Linked DNA regions of Mus musculus: region 2 is linked to region 1. A link is a contact called in public promoter capture Hi-C data. All regions are on one chromosome and are shown on one strand. The core of a region is the stretch at or near the end of the contact, and the rest is flanking DNA. Distances in the headings are between cores, read along the strand shown. Region 1 holds the start of Dnajb6 (DnaJ heat shock protein family (Hsp40) member B6). Region 2 holds the start of Ppp1cb (protein phosphatase 1 catalytic subunit beta).

Evidence for each region. Capture Hi-C pulls out chosen DNA fragments and counts their contacts.
Region 2: a promoter capture Hi-C map of liver shows a contact between it and region 1, with 2.5 times the contacts expected there. The contact joins the promoter of Ppp1cb here to the promoter of Dnajb6 in region 1. A contact is called at or near these places in 1 of 39 promoter capture datasets (pre-B cells) and 1 of 9 other capture datasets (liver).

Annotation. Positions count from the first base shown.
Region 1 is chr5:29,731,911-29,737,366 of GRCm38.p6, reverse strand. It overlaps Dnajb6 (DnaJ heat shock protein family (Hsp40) member B6), which reads right to left and starts at 1,469. Exons shown (of 8, transcript NM_011847.4): 1 at 1,251-1,469. Gm5129 (predicted gene 5129) reads left to right here and starts at 1,431. Exons shown (of 1, transcript NR_028426.1): 1 at 1,431-2,033.
Region 2 is chr5:32,457,434-32,462,557 of GRCm38.p6, reverse strand. It overlaps Ppp1cb (protein phosphatase 1 catalytic subunit beta), which reads right to left and starts at 3,588. Exons shown (of 8, transcript NM_172707.3): 1 at 3,151-3,588. The coding sequence starts at 3,202.

The sequences.
Region 1 (5,456 bases), core at 220-2,719:
CATATTTCTTTCATGTTCTTCCTAATTCCAAAGCTCCACCCAAGTGTGTGTACTGATGACACCGTAATCACACACCGGAGGGCAATTCGGCCTGTGGTGGCGATATCCCAAAGTACAACAAAGGAGTCCTTCCAGGAATCAGTAAGTCTACTGTGGGGTTTACTTTACAAACAAGAACAGACTAAGTTCAAATATCAGGGCGCTTGTTCTTTAGGTTGTTCCCTCCTCTGGCTTTTATGTCCAATATTTCTACTAAAACAGTTGCCTTAAAGTTGGTATCACTTCCCTAGCAAGCTGAGCGTCCTGAGATTCTACGGCCTAGAATGCGTAAACCCTAACCACAAATCTAAGGTTCAAATAAAGACGTTACAAAAAAACCAAAGTGGCTGCACTGGGCAGGCACTCCCCACCTTAGAAGGTGGGACCATCCCCACCATTCCCTTTCAACGGTTCACATACAACTTCTTCGGTAACAAAGCTTTTAAAACTTGACAAACCCCTCCTGTTTAAAAAAAAAAAAAAAAACTCCATCTCCAAAGTTTTTAAGACCTTTTAGTTTGCAGTGCAGAGTTCCTTGTCAACACAACCGAAGTAAATTAAGACTTAGTGTAAACTCCAGTTACATAAACTTTGTTACGTAAACCACAGCAAAGCAACCTTCGAGGCCAACATCAAACTAGTTTTAAAAGTAAGCTGAGCCAGGCGGGTCGCCTAGCAAACTTCCCAACAGTCCCTGGAAACCGCCTTGGCCTTCCCACCCGGCCCCCTTCGCTGCCTGGAGGCCTGGGCCGGTGATTGCGCCTTCCATGGGAGTCCTGCTCTTCGCAGGCCACCTGACCCCTTGCTTGCAGAATGCAGTGAGGACGCCAGGACTGGGTGACACCAGCCTTGCCTACTCCTGGAGCTCTGCGGCCGACCTAGCGCGTGCCGGACCCAACCGCCACCTTCGACCAGAGAACTAGGGAAGCGGACCGCAGCTAAGCCCCGAGCTAGGCCTGACCAAGAACGGCAAACGCTCTCCACAGACCCAATCTACAACCGGCCCAGACCAGGAACACCTTAAGCCCCAGACCTAGACACAAGACTACAGCCTAGACTGGAACCCGTTCGGCCTTGTGAGCAGTACCGGCCCCACTGTCGACCCGGTTCCTGCACCCGTATTCCGGGAGCCAAGCGGGTTAGCCCATTCGCAGGCCTTCCCCTCCCGCCGTAGTCAACCCTGCTTTTCGCCGCGGCTCGCGGACCCTCACCGAGGACACGGCGGCCAGCGAGGAGGGAAGTCAGGCGGCCGGTCTCCTCGCGGCTGTGGCACAGCTGCGCTGGTGGCGGTGGCGGCGGCGGCGTCTCCTCGCGCTTTCCTTTCTCTTCTTTTCTCCAACAACAAACAGGAAGTGCGTCACGCGGTGGCGGCGCGGCCCGGCGACGTCGACTTCCGCCCGGCCCTGAAGCTAACGTGCGCAGCAGCCTCCGTGCGCGTCGGACTTGATAGCGCTGGTCTAGCGTTCCGGAAGATTCTCGGAGCTGAGGACGGTGGGATTCTGGAGGGTTTACATAGGCGAAGGTGGCTGAATAGGGCGGGAAGCGTCCCCTTGCGCAAGCTCTGTGCCTGGAGGGCTCTAAAGCCTGAGGCGACTGTAGCCGAACCAAGGAGCCTGCGTTTGCCCGGAAGCAGGCTGGGAGGAAGGACGCTCACAGCCTCTGACACAGTGGATTCGGAGATAAGGACCTGATAGCGTAGTATGACTCACACTCCTATGGACTTGGAGAATTGTGGTCCCGAGGTTCGGCCGACCCAACAAGCAGGCCCGACTTAGAGTGAACCGTGAGAGGCCTCATCATTACCAACTCGCAGTGCTGAATCCAGGGTCTAGATTTCAAACACGGTTATTTTAAAGATGTATTTACTTTTTGTATGTGAATGTACTGTCTTCGGACACACCCGAGAAGGACATCAGATCCCACAATAAGCTCCTGTCTCAATAAATCAATAAGCTCCTGTATAAATAAATAGACATTTAAATCCTCACCCCACCCCCACTTACACCCATAGGATGAGTAGTTTTTCATCTTGCCCAGTAAGTTTCAAAAGGTTAGCTAACACTGCACTGGAAAGTAAGAATGAAAGAGAACATATTGATCTCAGAATGTTATGGTTGGACGCCCACCTTCTCAACGCCTGAGAAGGACAAGCACAGAAGATGTGGAGACCCATGATCTGAAGTCACAGATCCTTGGATGCTCCCTCACATGTAGGATATACTCAACTCCAGATAGAACCCTCCAGAATGGCTCCTTGTCTCCTTGCTTCTGTTCTGCCCCCAAGGTTCCCAAACACTACACTTCCCCTTTTGTGAAACATAGAATTTGGCCAGATCTCTTTTCTAATTGACTTTCAGCCCTACAAGATGGCTGTCCAAGACTGAAATGAAAACTAAGCACAAAAGTTCCCGCCCTTTCCTTTACCTTCCTCCACCTCTCCTTCCACCTTTCTGCTCTCAATCTTACCCACTACCACCCTCAATGGCAGGAATCAAGGAGTCTGGCCTAGTGACGAGTGGAAGGTGTGTGTGCTTGCATACTCCAGGGCTGACAGCCCAGCAACCCAAGCTTTCTATTGAAGCAGCGCCGAAAGACAAAGCCAGTTATAAGGTAGAGAATAGGGAAAGGAGTCCCCTCGCCTCAGAGTCTGGCTGAAGCCTCTTGCCACATGACATTTAAGAATTCTAACACGCAGGGCAGTGGTGGCAAATGCCTTTAATCCCAGCACTTGGGAGGCAGAGACAGGCAGATTTCTGAGTTCCAGGCCAGCCTGGTCTACAGAGTGAGTTCCAGGACAGCCAGGGCTGCACAGAGAAACCCTGTCTCAGAAAAAAAAAAAAAAAAAAAAAAAAGAATTCTAACACAGGGTCTGAGGAGATGACTCAGTAAAAAACATTAGTTGCTCTTTCTAGAGGATCTGAGTTCAATTCCCAACACCCATATCAGGTGATCCACAACTGCCTAGTACTCCAGCTCCAGGGGATGTGATTCACTCCAGACATGTGCATGTTTGCATGTAGACCTAGTTTTATCTTTCCCCAGAGCTTTCAAAAGACCCATGATATTAAATCTATATTAAAGTCTTTTGGGGGCTGGGAATGAACACCTTGTTTGTTTGTTTGTTTATTATTATATCTAAGTACACTGTAGGTGTTTTCAGATGCACCAGAAGAGGGCATCAGATCTCATTACGGTTGGTTGTGAGGCACCATGTGGTTGCTGGGATTTGAACTCAGGACCTTTGGAAGAGCAGTTGGTGCTCTTAACCACTGAGTCATCTCTCCAGCCCCAATGAACACCTTATTAATCCCAGAATTTGGGAGGTAGAGGTGGAGGATCTCTGTGAGGTCAGTTCATCCAAGACTACAGAATATATAGAATGAGACTTCTGTTTTTAAAAAAAGCGGAAAAAAAAATGAAAAAAAAAATATAGGTCTCTGAAAAGAAATCCTCAGGCATCACTTCCATTTCCTGGTTTTTTGTTTTGTTTTTTGGTTTTTGATTTTTGTTTTTTTTTTTTTTGTTTTGTTTTGTTTTTTTTTTTGAGGCAAAGTCTTACTGTCTTGTTTGTGTAGACCTCACTGGCAACAACCTTGAGATAATCTTCTTGCCTTAACCTCCAGAAATTAGAAATTACAGGTAAGAGCCACCATATTCAACACCCCTTGACTGAACAATTTGGAAAAAAAGTGTTCATGGATCTGGGAGTATAAGCCAGGGCTCCAGACAAGCCTTGTGTGCACCAGCTCCTGGGTTCAATCTCTTGAAGACATTTTTCTCAGTGACAACAAAGACACACAAACAGAGTTAATTTCTCTTTGCAGAATAGTGTGCCATGACCCAAACTAAGCTAGCAAGCATAACACAAGTTCAGATTTGTATCTTTTTCCCTTTGGCTGGGACAATCTGACCTCAGTCTTGTGGCTGGCTAGGGTTTTTTTTTTTTTTCCTTTTTTTTTTGGGGGGGGGGGGGTTGTTGTTTGGTTGGTTTTTGATTTTTTGGTTTTTTTTTTTTTTTTGAGACAGGGTTTCTCTGTGTACTCCTGGCTGTCCTGGAACTCACTCTGTAGACCAGGCTGGCCTCAAACTCAGAAATTCACCTGCCTCTGCCTCTCGAATGCTGGGATTAAAGGCGTGTGCCACCACGCCCGGCAGCTGGCTAGTTTTTAAAGAGTTGGTGCAAAGAAAGGAAAAAGACATGGGAGGCCAACAGGTTCCAGAAAGGCAGTGGTGCTTTTGTACAAACAAAATTTTACCAGGTTGGGGAGATTAAAAGATGTGCTGCAAAGTTTTACAAGTAGGATAGATTTGTGGAATCTTGGCAGGCTGGTTATCTTGGATAACAAACAAACCAAAAAATTCTCCTACCTCACCCCCCCCAACCCCCCCCCCCAAAAAGGAAGAGAGAAAAAGAAAACAGAGTAGGATGCAAATGTTATATTTTCCCTCCAAGCATTTATCATATAACTTAGGAACAGGGGTGGTTCCTCTGTAATTTAGCTGCTCTAGATTTTTTGTTTGTTTGTTTGTTTTTGTTTTTGTTTTTCGAGACAGGGTTTCTCTGTGTAGCCCTGGCTGTCCTGGAACTCACTTTGTAGACCAGGCTGGCCTCAAACTCAGAAATCTGCCTGTCTCTGCCTCCCAAGTGCTGGCGTGCGCCACCACTGCCCGGCAGCTGCTCTAGATTTAATAAAGTTCTTTGTATTGAGCTCCTGCATAGGACACCAAAAGAGTAAATCAGTCACTCATAGGAAATGCCCCAAAGTGAAACACACTTGTGACAGAGCTCCAAGCAAACCAGCTCTTCCTGAAAACTGGGCTTTTGGCTCCAACCAGGCCAGTGAATAGAAAAATCCCATGCTCTAAGGCTTACAGAAAGAAATCAAAGCTATTCAGTGATCCAAGCTGTTTCAAAGTTCAGTGTTCAAGTGTTTCAAAAAACGTTGTTTAGCTACTGCCTGGTAGAATACCCCTTCTATGTTTTCCCTTCCTTCCTTCCTTCCTTCCTTCCTTCCTTCCTTCCTTCCTTCCTTCCTTCCTTCCTAGACAATGTTTCTCAGGGAAGCTGCAGACTCCCTATGTAGCCAGAAGACCATTTCCTGATGTTCCTGCCTTCAACTCTCAAGTGCTGAGATTGCAGGAGTCTCACCAAGCATAGCTATTAAGAACCTTTTTTCCAGGCAGGGTCTTGCCCTGTAGTATGTGCAGAAACTCACAGCAGTGTTTCTGCACGGGCCTCTTCTGCCTGTCAGGTGTTAGGATTACAGGCACGAACCACTTAACACCCAGGTTGCTTGCTTGCTTGCTCTTTCTCTTTTTCTTTTTTCTTTTGTTTTGAGACAGGGTCTCACTCTGTAGCCTGTTTGTTTGTTTGTTTGTTTGTTTGTTTTTCGAGACAGGGTTTCTCTGTATAGCCC
Region 2 (5,124 bases), core at 2,339-4,838, 2.7 Mb before region 1:
CATTTGGAATGTTACCTAAGGCCCCCAGGTGACTCCCACTTCCTCTTCAAATATCTAGAGAACAACCACTCTAAGCAAAACCTTTTACTAGGCAGGCTTTCTAGCTCACTCACAGAACTAATCTGAACTTATGTAATCAATTATGATAAATCACAAGACTATAGTAGGGTCACTACAGATGGCAAAACAGTTATTGTTTAGTTGTAAGTAAAACTTAAACCAAGAAAATAATACTGGAGAAGCACACCCAGTCCAAACAATGTTCTAGTCTTTTTATTTAAATGGTCTAACATCGAACAAAGTAACATAAAAAGTAGTTACTGAAAGTGAGTGCACTTAACTGGCCATCAGAGTTTAATATATTTTTAAATGAATAAACTGTAACATAAAGTAAACACTTTAAAATGAGACTAGGTTCTGATCAATTTTTTTCTCTTAATGCAAAAAAACATTTTTACAAAAGCAAGGTTTTTTTCCTGTTGTGTTTTGCTGGTCTAGAGCTCAGAGATCTGCCTGCCTCAGCCTACTGGGTGCTGGGATTAAAGCCACAACTTTTTGCCCAGCCAAAAGCAATCTTTAATTGATAGACAACACTGCATCTTTTAGGAACACATATTTTAAGTGCATACACTGTGAAATGGCTGAACACACTGAATCCACACATTTTATCTACCAAGGATGTCATATTTATCATACTGGTCCTTAGAGCACACATTCTCGAAGGTTCTCTTCACACTTTCAATACAATGACCACTAACTGTAGTCTTGCTATGGATAGACGTCTTTAACTATAATTACATATCTTTTAATGTTCACTTTCATTTAGGACACACAAAATATATAACCTAGACATCTTTAACTATAATTATGTATCTTTTAATGTTCACTTTCATTTAGGACGCACAAAATATATAACCAGGTTATTCTGTTCTGCGAGGCAACTTTACAGAATAGCACCACTTGAATTTGAGTTAAATTAGCATGTAATACTGAAAACTAAAGTAGGCTGCCCGGCAGAGGTGGTGCATGTCTCTAATTCCCAGTATTTGGGGAGGCAGAGTTTGAGGCAGCCTGGTCTACAGAGCAAGTTCCAGGATAGCCAGGTACAGAGAAACCCTGTCTCAAAAAAAATTTTTTTTTCAAGATTGAATTTACTCACTAGAAAATCCAAGACTTCAAAATTTATTTGAACAGGTTTAGGCTTGGGGAGGGAAGGAGGGACTGGTAATATTTTAGAGTAACAACAAAAGCAGTCTTCGTCTGGATTAAGGAACAAGAATGTAACAAAACTACTAATAAATTGTACATTCAAAGCAGGAAGAGCAGGAAGGCTAGCACACACTGAGAAGCCACTTGTTTATACTGAGCTGCTTGAGTGAGGAGTGAGCCTTATCTTTGACTCCTGGTGCCTGGCAGTGCAGTCAATAAACACTTGCTATATTAGAAAAAAAGAACGTATTCTTACCCAAGAAGGGGGGACTGGTGGGTGCTGGTGACTGATGATAGAACCAAATATTTAACAATGATATAGCTCAGGCTACTTTCCCCTTTTTCTCTACAACTCCCACTCTATTAGTTGTATTTAAGCATCTGTAACTGTATAGAAGTACATTTGATTTAAAGGCTTCTAGATCGGTTTAAAATACATGCATCTGCTATAAGGTATTTATGAAAAATTAAAAATATTAATAAACTGCGATAAAATCTGATCCAAATTTAATTTAAAATTTAGATTATATGAAAACAGTGGTGGGCTTAAATTCCCCTTCTCCGAAGAGTAACAAGATATAAAGATTTAAAATAACTATATTTCCCTAATAGAGCCAGCCATGTACTACAAGCATAAATTTTTTTTAACTAAACAAATTTCTCACAGACCCAGCAAGATGTTTCTATCAATTAAAGACCACAAAATCCCAAGCAGTAAACACAGCAAGCACCAGGGGGCCTCCCAGGAATAACTTGATACTAAAGGAGAAGGTAAATAAGAAAGAGTTCCTGGTAAAAGTTCTGCCTTTTTCTCAGCCTTAAGGCTGCTGGAAAGCTTTTACATCTGGAGCATATAAACAGAGTTGTTTTGTTGTTGTTGTTGTTTTAAACAGAGAATAAATACTTCGTACTTTAACTAGTTAAAGAAAAGTCACCCCTCTCCACGCTCTTTGGTAAAATTCCAAACACAAACAGCTTCGCTGTAGTAAACACACGCATTCATTAGGAGGCTGACAAAAAGGACTCTTAACCACTCAAAAACGCAATTCTTTTTTACACACTCCACAATTAGTGACGACGCAAATTTTATAGCGTAAAAGGGTTCTTTTGACCAAGACCCGCCTTTAACTTCGAACAGTATCCCCCAACGGACCAATACATTTAACTACTGGCCTCTCCATCTCCTCTTTTCTCCTTATGTTCCCACCAACACAAAACTAATCGATAAAAGCATAAGAACCCGGAACTTCAAATGCTGAGAACACTTGTAAAATACCTTTTAAGCTCAAGAGATTATTCACAACAGACATTTGCTAAGTTTGTGCAGAAATTAAACTCGGCTCAAACATGTTTAAAAAAAAAAAAAAGCCCCCAAATCAACCCCTTCAGCACATGTATCCGGGCGTTTCGTATTTCTAACGGACGTCTTTAACCTGATTCAGGATTTTTACTGTTTTTTTATACTCCAGATAATAAATGGTAAACTAGTCATCGTATCCTCTCCCTAATTCTTTCTAGAGCATCCAGTAAAATGCAAACGATCCGAGAGCCTTACTGGGAAGGTTTTATGTAAAATTCACTACCGGAACGACCATCGGAGGCTGCCAAGGGCAACGCACAAAGAGAACCGAGAAATACACATTCCACGGACACACAAAGCCCAGCGGCAGGCATCCTCGCCCCTTCTTCGGAACGGTCTGCAGAGGCCAGCACAGCGGCCAAGCGGAGCCCGGCCGCCTCTCGGGAAGACTGTACCAGCCGATGGGCCTCCGGCCTCGCTCGGCCCGGCCTCCCCGCCTGCCCGCCCGCCAGCCCGCGCTCCTGGCCTCCTGGGGCACCCGGCCCGCCCGCCCGCCCGCCCGCCTGCCCTCCTCTCCGACCTCAGCTCGAGCGGGAAGGGCCCCGCGGCCGGGTGGGGAGACGAGCCGGCGCCGCACTCACCCTCCAGCAGGCGGGTGATGAGGCTGTCCACGTTCAGCTCCCCGTCCGCCATCTTGTCGGCACCAGACTCTCCTCCCTAAAGCGTTAACAGGGCTTCTCGGCGGCGGCGGCGGCTCGGCGTTCTCACCTACGAGTCACGCGGCGTTTCGACCCCGGCTCCAACTCCCCCCGGGCGCGGGCCCTCCCCCCACCCCCTCCCCGCCGAGCAGCGACAGCGCGCGCACACGCTGGCGGCGCCCACTGGAAATAAATAAATAAACAAGCAGGCCCCCAGGAACCGGGCCGCGTCAGGAACCGGGCCGCGTCAGACCCCAGCCGCCACCGCCTCCTCCACCTCCTCCTCGGCACCGCCCAGCTCCGCAAAGCTCGGCAGCGCCACGGACAGCCCCGCCCTCAGCGTCACTCCCTCCCCTCCGCCCTTGCGGGCCGCCTAGCCGCGCCGAACTGCGCGCACGCGCGCCACGTCCCCTTCCTGCCTCTCCAGCTCCCCGCCCTCCCCTCCGCGGTTGCTAACGCGCAGGAGCGATTCCCTCTCTCAGGCGTTCCACTGCAACGAACAGTCGCCACTACGCAGGCGCAGGGCGGAGCCTGCCTTGCTTGTGAACGCAGAGCCGGCGTAGGCTGGAATGACCTTCCTTCCCTGCTCCCCAGGGCCTGGTGGTTCCGCAGAGTTAACTATTGCGTTCTTCCCGCCTTGCTTTTCTTTTCTAGGTTTCAGTCACTGGTTTTCAAAACAATTGCTCGTATTTCCGCTAACCCGGAAACGTGGGTTTCAGTTGCCTATGTTGGAAACCCAGGTGTGCTGGAGATAAGAGACTTCTCTGTTGAAAAAGATTGACATTGCAGATCAAGGGCTCTGTATCACATCACCAGAGTCGCTGATTCGCCAGGTGACCCTAGAAGAAACAGGATTCAAAGTGGGCCTCAGTCAACAGCAATAAGATTTTACACGCTCCCGACATCTCCATACACTCAGGATACCACTTTTCTATAGTTCTTTTCTGTTCATTGATTTCTTATATTGCTTAATTCTCTTATCTTGTGATTTTTAAACATTTCTCTACTGCACTCGGTTCCTAGAGGATAAAAATCACATTTACCGGGCATAAGAGACCTGTAATCCCTACAACTGGGAGATGGAGGCAGAAGATCCAGAAGCCCAAGGTCATCTTCAGCTACATAATAAATGCTTGCAGTTGGGATAAATTAAAAACAAATACAGGGACTGAAGAGATGATTCAGAGGTTAGGAGCACTGCCTGTTTTTTTGCAGAGGACATGGGTTCAATTCCCAGCACCCACATGGTTACAACTATCTATCTGTAATTTTGATTCTGATAAAAATAAAATAAAAAGAAAAGGACATGATTGCTTCTAGGTATGATGAAGAAAAAGGTTTATTAGAGATAAATGGGAGAACATAGTTGGGAGGAAAGACATCTGGGAATATTCAGAGCGAGCATGACTCTGAGGGGGAGGGAAAGAGAAGATTAGGGCAGGGAGTGTGCATGCCATACATACCCTGTAACAGGTAGGAATGGCTGAGAGAACCTGGGTCCAGTAACCACTTTCACATGTTAAATAAGTACCTCTGTCATTTGTCCCAGGTTTGAGACCTAACAGTTCCAGGGCATCTGATGCCCTCTCGGTCCTCTCTATGGGCACTATACATAGTACACAAACATACATGCAGACAAAGCACTCATATGCATAAAAATACTTTTTAAAAGTAAAGAAGGAAATAGAAAAAAAAAAAAGGAAACCAAGCATGGGAAAGATCAGATTAAACCAGGGGCTTTATTTCCAAAATGCACGCTGGAAGATTCTGTTAACTTGAAAAAGATGGGCTAAAAAGTTGACTCTCTGCTTTCTAGAAACTAAGAAACTGAAACACCAGTTACAAATGGAGGTAGATATTTTGATGCCATTTCTCCAAATCTATCTCTTCCATGACTTTAAGAATTCAGAATACTTG